2 separate regions of the Danio rerio genome follow, and region 2 is linked to region 1. The links are chromatin contacts, called in public Micro-C maps. All regions are on one chromosome and are shown on one strand. The core of a region is the stretch at or near the end of the contact, and the rest is flanking DNA. Distances in the headings are between cores, read along the strand shown.

Region 1 (4,258 bases), core at 957-3,456:
ATAAATGACATAATAAATTTAATTAGAATTACACACAGTATATGCATAATTATTATACCCCCTTTTATGATCACATTTACACTTGTATTTCATTAGTTTTATCAATTGCAATTTTATAATATCTAGGCTATTATTCATTTTGTTTATAAGTTTTCACTAAAAAGCGATTTTTACTGGGATTGAGCATGATTTTGCATTCATAACCGAGCAGTATTCATTTAACAGCTAGAATGATCTAAAAACAAAATGTAATTTGCACTCAGATGTTAAAAACAGATAAATGTCCACAAGAAAGAAGCAAAAGAAACTTCCAAATACAAGCCAAACTACTGGATAAAAGATCCAGGGCAATTATTAAGAAAATAAAAATAAACTAAAAACAGGCTGAGAAAAAAAAATAGGAATTTCATTTAATAATTTTTTTGTTAAACAAGAATTAAACTATAGGAGGACCTGTTTAATCAGTACTACCTTTTGTCCAAAAAGCTGCAGTCAATTAGAGTTTCCATGCAGACGTACAAAGTGCAGACCCCCATCTTCTGAACTGCAATAACTTAGATAAAGACAATTTTTTAAAAGCTTTATGGACAGATAGACTGAGAGTGAGTTTAGAAGATTCAGCACCAGCTCAAGTCAAAGCCATGATGATAAAGAAAGACACCTTTCAGGGTAAACATTAGACTTATAACATGAACTCCCAAAGCTACTGCCACATATCAGAAGATAAATTCTTTTGACAGTAATACTAACTAAAAATTGTGGGTCCCCCTCCATTTCCATTTATAGACCATTTTACCAGCAAATGAGTCTTGAATGCACAAATAAGCAAGCAATTTTTACTTCCTTTTAAACAAAATACATCACTTAATAATGAGCATAGATGAAATTAATATTTGTTATGAAAAGTATGTATTTGGAATGGGATTTTTTTTATTTTATTTTTTTAGACACGCACCACTAAACCCAGCGAGAACTGAGAGAATCAGAGCTGTGGAGAATCTGGTCATCACAGCGACCTCTAGAGGCGTAAAACTGAATGTTTGCTACCGTTATGCTAATAGTCCAAGATAACCTCCATTTTGGTAGTTTATCAAGAATTTACTGGTAAATCAATTAGTAGCTACATCAAATAGATTTAGCAATTATAACCCACAAAATCGAGCAAAAAGCAGCCTCCCAGTAGCTTGGATTACAGGCGCGCGCTTCTAAACCCATCAAGAACTGCATCAGAGCTGTGGAGAATCTGATTGTCACAGTGATCTCTAGTGGAGGAAAACTGAATACTATTAGGCCTCTGGTGGAGGAAAACTGACTGGAAAGGATAAACTAAAGCTTTGCTACTATTTTCAAATTTTCAATTTAAGTTACATTGCATCTACTTGCCTGCTAATTCTCATTAGATTATAAGTAGACTGTTAGGTTGGGGTAAGGATTAGTGTAAATTGACATGTACATGCAAAGTTTCTTAAAGTCAGTTATAGATATTAAGCAGACAGTCTACTCATACTAAAATGGACCATCAAAATAAAGTGTTACCCATGCTTTTGCTAGCACCTATGAATAGCCTACTTTAATTTAGAAACAGCTTCTAACCACGTTTTAACCACTGCACCAAAAAACAAAAAATAAATAAATAAAAAATATAATTAAATATAAAATTCTAAACCAGGCACTAAAATTTTCAGGCTGGTCTGTGTGACCTGTAAAAGGGTGGTGAAACTGCCACAGATGATCTCACATCACCTCAGGGAGTTACCTGTCAGCCAAATCCTTCTTTATTATTATTAAGATGGTGAGTTTATAAAACCCATATCCTTGCATGACTGGCTCAACCTCCTATTTCTGCCTCTAACTGTTAAATGGATTTCCTCTGCTGGCACAACATGCAATAAAAAATGCACAAATGCAAGTAACACAGTGAACCTACTTATCTTATTGCACTCCCTTTATTGTAATTTCTAGAGTGCACACATTTTCGTAGTACATGCAGTCAACACAAATTCCATTGCAGTTTCCTCACCAGGGTGGAACCTTAATACTGGTCTTTAAGTTTCATCTCTGCTGGTGGTGACAGCTGGGTCTGACACACACACTCTCTCACACACACCCTACCTTCATCACCAACCCACGAAGTGCAGGAGCCGCCCTGGATCTCCATCTCTATAAGAGGTCAGAACTGGACTCATAGGTGCCATCCTCGCCAGGACAACTCTAACGGTTTCCTGCAGTATCCTCTCTGGGTTCATCTCATCTCCGTATCCATCCACTATGTCACTCTCTGTTCGCTCAACAACAACCAAAGGTCCCAAGACCGTGACCTCAAAATCTATAGTCACTAAGAGTCGTGGAGGTTCGACATCCTTTCCACATAAAGCCTACAGTGTGTATGGAGGTGGTTTTGGAGGAAGCACTCGCATCTCCTCTACTAGAATTGGAGGCGGTGGAGGATACGGATTTGCTGGAGGACACTGTGGAGGATATGGAGGAGGTTACGGTGGAGGATATAGTGGACCACTTTCCATTTGCGTAATGCCTTCTAGCGGCCTTGGGGATTTCCAGCTGAATGAGAAGGCCACTATGCAGAACCTGAATGATCGTCTGGCGTCCTACCTGGATAAGGTGCGCTCCCTAGAGGCTGCCAATGCCACTCTGGAGAGGCAGATCCGCGAGTACTATGAGAAGAAGGGGCCAGTCGCACAGAGGGACTACAGCCAATACTGGAACACCATCAAGGACCTAAAAGACAAGGTACAGTGGTGATGTTTGAATGAATATGAAGCAAGAAAAGTAAAATCTTAATGTAACAACATTAGTTTAGATATACTGTAAGATGTGAGAAACAGACTGCAGATAATTGCTTGCTTAGTATTATAATCTGTCAATAATGCTCCACAGAATTTTACAGGTTCTGCTATAATTTCTTCAAATGCTTTGTTTTTCAGATTAAAAATGCAACCACGCACAACGCCAACATTCTCCTGCAGATCGACAACTCTAAACTGGCTGCTGATGACTTCAGGCTGAAGTAAGATCCCCAATGTTATTTAAATAAAGTCAGTTTTGTGAATGAAAGGTTTTAGTCAGTAAATAATACTAGGTTTTTTTATAGCTTCATCTTATAAACTGTTCAAAAAAAATAAAGGGGACACTTAGGGACCTATCATACACCTGGCGCAATAAGGCACAAGATGTGTTTTGGCGCAATTTGTTGCTATATTCAGACCAACACAACCCTAATGTTTCCGCTTTGCACCATGTTGTTTAAATAGCATATCCCTTTGCACCATTTTTTAGACCCTTGGGTGTGTCAAGGCACATTGTTGGCGTGTTGCTATTTTGAGGAACTAAAAAAAATTGCGCAATTGACCAGCTGAAAACAGAGCATGTTAAAGTTTGCTATCCACAAAAGTAAAGAAGTAACGAGTAAAAGTAAAGTAAAGAGAAAGTAAAGAGGCCGAATGGAGATGACGCTGTCAATCATTTTCTTGCCTGTGAAACATTCAGTTTTTCCACTTACAAAGTCCGCCATGTAAATAGCAAATGCACCATGGAATGACGCAACTGACTCTTAAAGGGAATAGAAGATGAATCTCTGATTAGTTTAATGCACATTCTGCTCAAAACACACCCATAACTCTTTAAGAGAAAAAGCACAACCTTGTTAGACCATGTGCCAGGGTGCAGAGTGTATTTTTCCGTCCTTAAAATAGTAAAAGTGTTCCCTTTTTTAGCAGTATGTATACATATCTTATAAGTTTAACAATTTAACTTAATGTTTCTCTAAAATATTTCTGAAGACATACAATAAAGTGATTATTAAAGACACATACCATAAAGAGATGTTTAATGTTAATATATAAATATATATATATATATATATTTTTTTTTTTTTTTTTTTTTACTTTTTTTTTTACTTTTTTCTATAAAAGAATCTTGAAAGCAAATGTATCACCACCAAAATGTTAAGCACCACATTTGTTTTTAGCACTGATAAAAAGAAATGTTTCTGAAGGTTCTTATGACTAAAGACAAAATGAAGCTGTGGATCTAATATATTAAAACATTGTCCTTAATTGAGAGAGTGCCTCATGCAGGCAATATAAGTAAAAGTGCTAATAACAGTCAAATCTGTTTTTGAACATCAGTATGTGCACATTTGTCATGTTTACTAATTTATTTCCTATGTGACCTCTCCACCAATCAGATTCGAGCATGAGGTTGTGATGCGCCAGTGTGTAGAATCTGACATCGCTAACCT
Region 2 (4,258 bases), core at 1,202-3,701, 95 kb before region 1:
GGTGCACCAGTTTTCCCCACAGTCCAAAGACACGTGGTATAGGTGAATTGGGTAAGTTAATGTCCGTGGTGTATGTGAAATAGTGTTTGTGGATGTTTCCCAGTGATGGGTTGCAGCTGGAAGGGCATCCGCTGCATAAAACATATGCTGGATAAGTTGTTAGTGCAGTTCATTTCACTGTGGCGATCCCAGATTAATAAATGGACTAAGCTGAAAAGAAAATGAATGAATGAATGAATATATATATATGGTCCCACTTTATATTAAGTGTCCTTAACTACTATGTACTTGCATCAAAAAAATAAATACAATGTACTTACTGTGTTCATGATGTATTTGAGAACACTTGTGGTGCTCTTGAGTTGGGATAGGGGTTGGGTTATGGACAGGTTTGGTTGTGTGGGTAGGTTGAAGGGTGGGTTAAAGTGTAAGGGATGGTAAACAGTGTATTTACAAATGTAATTACAGAAGTTAATTACAGATGTAATTACATACAGGTATTTAATCAAGCATAAGTACACAATAAATACATGTATTTACACAATAGGTACATTGTAACAAACTATTAGTTCCTGTGTAAGTACATATTAGTAAAGGCCACTTAATATAAAATAATATAAAGTGAGACCATATACCATATATATATATATATATATATATATATATATATTTTTTTTTTTCCAAATGATGATTGACAGAGCAAGGAAATTTTCACAGTATGTCTGATAATATTTTTTCTTCTGCAGAAAGTGTTATTTGTTTAATTTCAGCTAGAACAAAAGCATATTTTTTAAAGCCATTTTAAGGTCAAAATTATTATTATTATATTTTTGATAGTCTACAGAACAAACCATCATTATTTAATAACTTGCCTAATACCCTAACCTGCCTAGTTAACCTGATCAACCTAGTTAAGCCTTTAAATGTCACTTTAAGCTGTGTCTTAAAAAATATCTAGTAAAATATTATTTATCATCATGGCAATGATAAAATAAATCAGTTATTAATCAATAGTAGCTAATAATTCTGACTTCAACTGTATATATAGTAGGCCTAATTAATGTAATTGTCGTAGAATTATATAAAAAATAGTTAGGTCTAGAGCTAATGTCGTTTGTTGACCATACTGGCCACTAGGTGTCATGCACATCCATTAAATGTGCCGTGACAGTCAGAGGTCTTTATGTTGCTTTACGTTGCTATCTTGAAAAAAAATCAAACAAAGCACAGTTTGCAACGATGAAAATCACAGAACTCTTAAGAAAAGAAAGCAGTGAATTCAAACAATATATTTGAGTGGATGCTGCTATTTTGTCCTATATGGAGTTGTTTTAAAACAGTTTTAAACAGTTAAAAACAGTTTAATATGAAACCTTTTAGTTTTTTTTAACTTCTTATTAAAATGACCCAAGCATATTTGTGATAATCATATCAATATTTCATCTTCAGTCTTTACATTATGATAGTATTCCTTTAACAATACATAAATAAACAAAAAACAGAATCCCCTGAAGTGAGCCTTTTATATTTGGAATTTGCAATACTCTTTCTGCAACAGCCAATGATAAGTAAGGAAATAAAAGCACTTTATTAAATCCCTTTGTTAAATTAATTGTCAAAAAATGTATGCTATATTTTATATTTTCCGATGCATATAATTAAGTTATGTAATTAATAACTGTTAAAGGTTGTAATTTAGCTATTATTTGAATCCTTGATCTTTTTATGTTCAACAGATTCTACAGAAATAACTCCAAAGGTTAATATAATGTAATAATAATATTTATAATAACAATAATAATACATTTTAGACAATAATTCATTCACAACCTGTCTGCATTCAAGTAATGAGAATATTAAAGCCTTGCAAAGACAAAAAAATTTATTTTATATATATATATATATATATATATATATATATATATATATATATATATATATATATATATATATATATATATATATATATATATATATTTGAATTATTTTTCGTGCACTTTATTGGTTAACTGTTTTGCCTATTATTAAACTGCAGTTTTCAGAATTCATGTAGACTTTGAGGCTCATAAGAAGAGCTTCTGTGACTATTCTTCATCTTACTTCTGAATTATGCTTGATTGTTTCTCTGAAAGGATATCTTTTAGGCATGTTTGGTCCCGGCCTTCCCTTTTTGTTATATAATCTGGGTGTAGACAGATTTTAGAGGCCAGATGTCAAAGTCCCTTCTGATTTTTTATTTCACACTGATTGTTTCTAAAACAATCCCTTAATCAAGATTTTTTTTAAGTAGCATTATTCATTTGAAGAAATCACATTCATTGTAGATTGCTTTATTAACACAATTAAAAACACCAAACTTTTTTTTTTTTCTGAGCCGTGGCTAAGAAGCTCTGAGGTGACATCAGGTTAATAAATGAGTCACCAGTGAAAACTAGTCTTGTCAAGCTCATTCAAGCTCTCACACTTAGAAAGAGGTAAGATGCCACACCCATGACAGATCTAGTATCAACACAGCTGCTCCATCTCACAGACAAACCAGAATGATCTATGCAGCCATGGAATTTTCTCATACTCCTCAAATGTTGATCAGTTCAAAATGGAAACCACTTTGGTTCAGTGTAAAAGTCCTCTGTTGTGTATGTCATATAAACAAAGATATTTACAGAATACCTATGGGGATAACACTAGCTCCTTTATCTTTGTCCACTGTCTTTACAGAAGGCAAACATTTGCAAATGTTACAATGTCTCTCTATATTGTCTCTACAATCAAGAAGACTATGACAGGCTTGCATTACGCTCACACTCAGTGTTGTATATTTTAGTGATTTTGAAATATATTTTATGATAAAATAAATAAAAAAACAAGGCAGACATTCTATTGTTTATAATGTTTTCTCTCTTTTCTAGATGAAATCACAGCCACAGCTATTGTCTCTAACTTGTGTGCATGGGATTTTGCTAGCCAATGTTTTTGTTTAGGTTTGCATACAAATTAATTTAGTTCTTTTATTGTTTATTAAATTTTGTTTTCATAATAATTATAAGACACTGAGTAACATAATGTCATAATAACATCAAAAAACACATAAAAACATGCCAAAATGACATCTAACACTGGCATGAAAAAGCGTGTCAAATATCGATTACAACACGGTGCAATGTTAGATGTCAATGTGATGTTGTTTTGGCATCAAGTAGGACAGTGGTTCTCAAACTTTTTTCATCAAGTACCACGTCAGAAAAAATTGTCTCTCCAAGTACCACCATATAATGACTAATTATTGGAGTTTGTGTTAAACGCACACAGAGACTAACTTTAATTATTCTATGATCCAAGCTTCAAGTATGGCAAAGTTGATTGAGTCTATTTGTGTCCTGTGAAACAAATGAATCGAAAGCCACAAACAAACAAAACAAACATTAGTAAAAAAAAGTTAACGAAACAAACTTTACAAAACAAACACTTTACAAAACAAATAACATATCAAAAACATCCATTATTTTACACAACTACAAACACATTTTTTAACACATTTGTGATAACTATTCTACCAATGATGCACCATGGGGAGATTCCTGAGTTTGTAGTTGCTGAAATGCCAACACAACAGTACTGGTTTGAAAAAGCACTTGTCTAGCGCGTATCTGCTCTGCAATCGCCGCTGCCGCACACCTTATTTTTAGCATCTGATGATGCGATGCACTAAAGCAGGGGTCATCAATCTCGGTCCTGAAAGGCCGGTGTCCCTGCAGGGTTTAGCTTCAACTTGCTTCAACACACCTGCCTGAGTGTTTCAAGTATGCACACTGTTAACCCTTACCGTAGATTATGCAGTAAATAACTATAAAATAGCCAGTGTTTAGCTGTAATGAAAGAAACAGTATTTTACTGTAAAAGGAGCAGGATTTGTATGAAATTCTGTAGTGCAAAGAATAAATTACAGTAATTTACTCCATGTACCATTACAGATATTTACTGTGATAATAAATGGGAAATTACTGTTCAACCATAAACAAGCATTGCTAAATAACTAGTAAAAATGTTTATAAAAATATATATATACATCTTAAACAGCACGCACATACATTTTTGCAGAGACTCAATAAATTTGTCTGGAAAACTTCAAATGAAGTAAGTTAATGTGGCATTAACAGTATAGTATAAAGGCTTTCCTAAATAAATGTATAAACCATGTTATTTTTTGTGTTTTTTGATATTACTACAGATTTGGAACGACATGAGAATCAGATTATTT

What was found. Hi-C and Micro-C count contacts between places; a contact is called where the count stands out from the background.
Region 2: a contact with region 1 is called in a Micro-C map of caudal fin, with 4 times the contacts expected there. The contact joins the enhancer-like site here to the promoter of krt93 in region 1. A contact is called at or near these places in 2 of 18 Hi-C or Micro-C datasets (caudal fin and hematopoietic stem cells).

What each region holds. Positions count from the first base shown.
Region 1 is chr11:11,850,864-11,855,121 of GRCz12tu, reverse strand. krt93 (keratin 93) reads left to right here and starts at 2,206. Exons shown (of 8, transcript NM_001040359.1): 1 at 2,206-2,748; 2 at 2,943-3,025; 3 at 4,205-4,258. The coding sequence starts at 2,269.
Region 2 is chr11:11,946,199-11,950,456 of GRCz12tu, reverse strand. No RefSeq gene overlaps it. Among named protein-coding and RNA genes, the nearest start is that of krt99, 18 kb to the left of the region's middle. Within about 2 kb of position 2,451, at least 5 of the 62 cell types and tissues checked have an H3K27ac peak or open chromatin away from gene starts, as enhancers often do. A contact at or near this core is called in caudal fin, where this site is marked.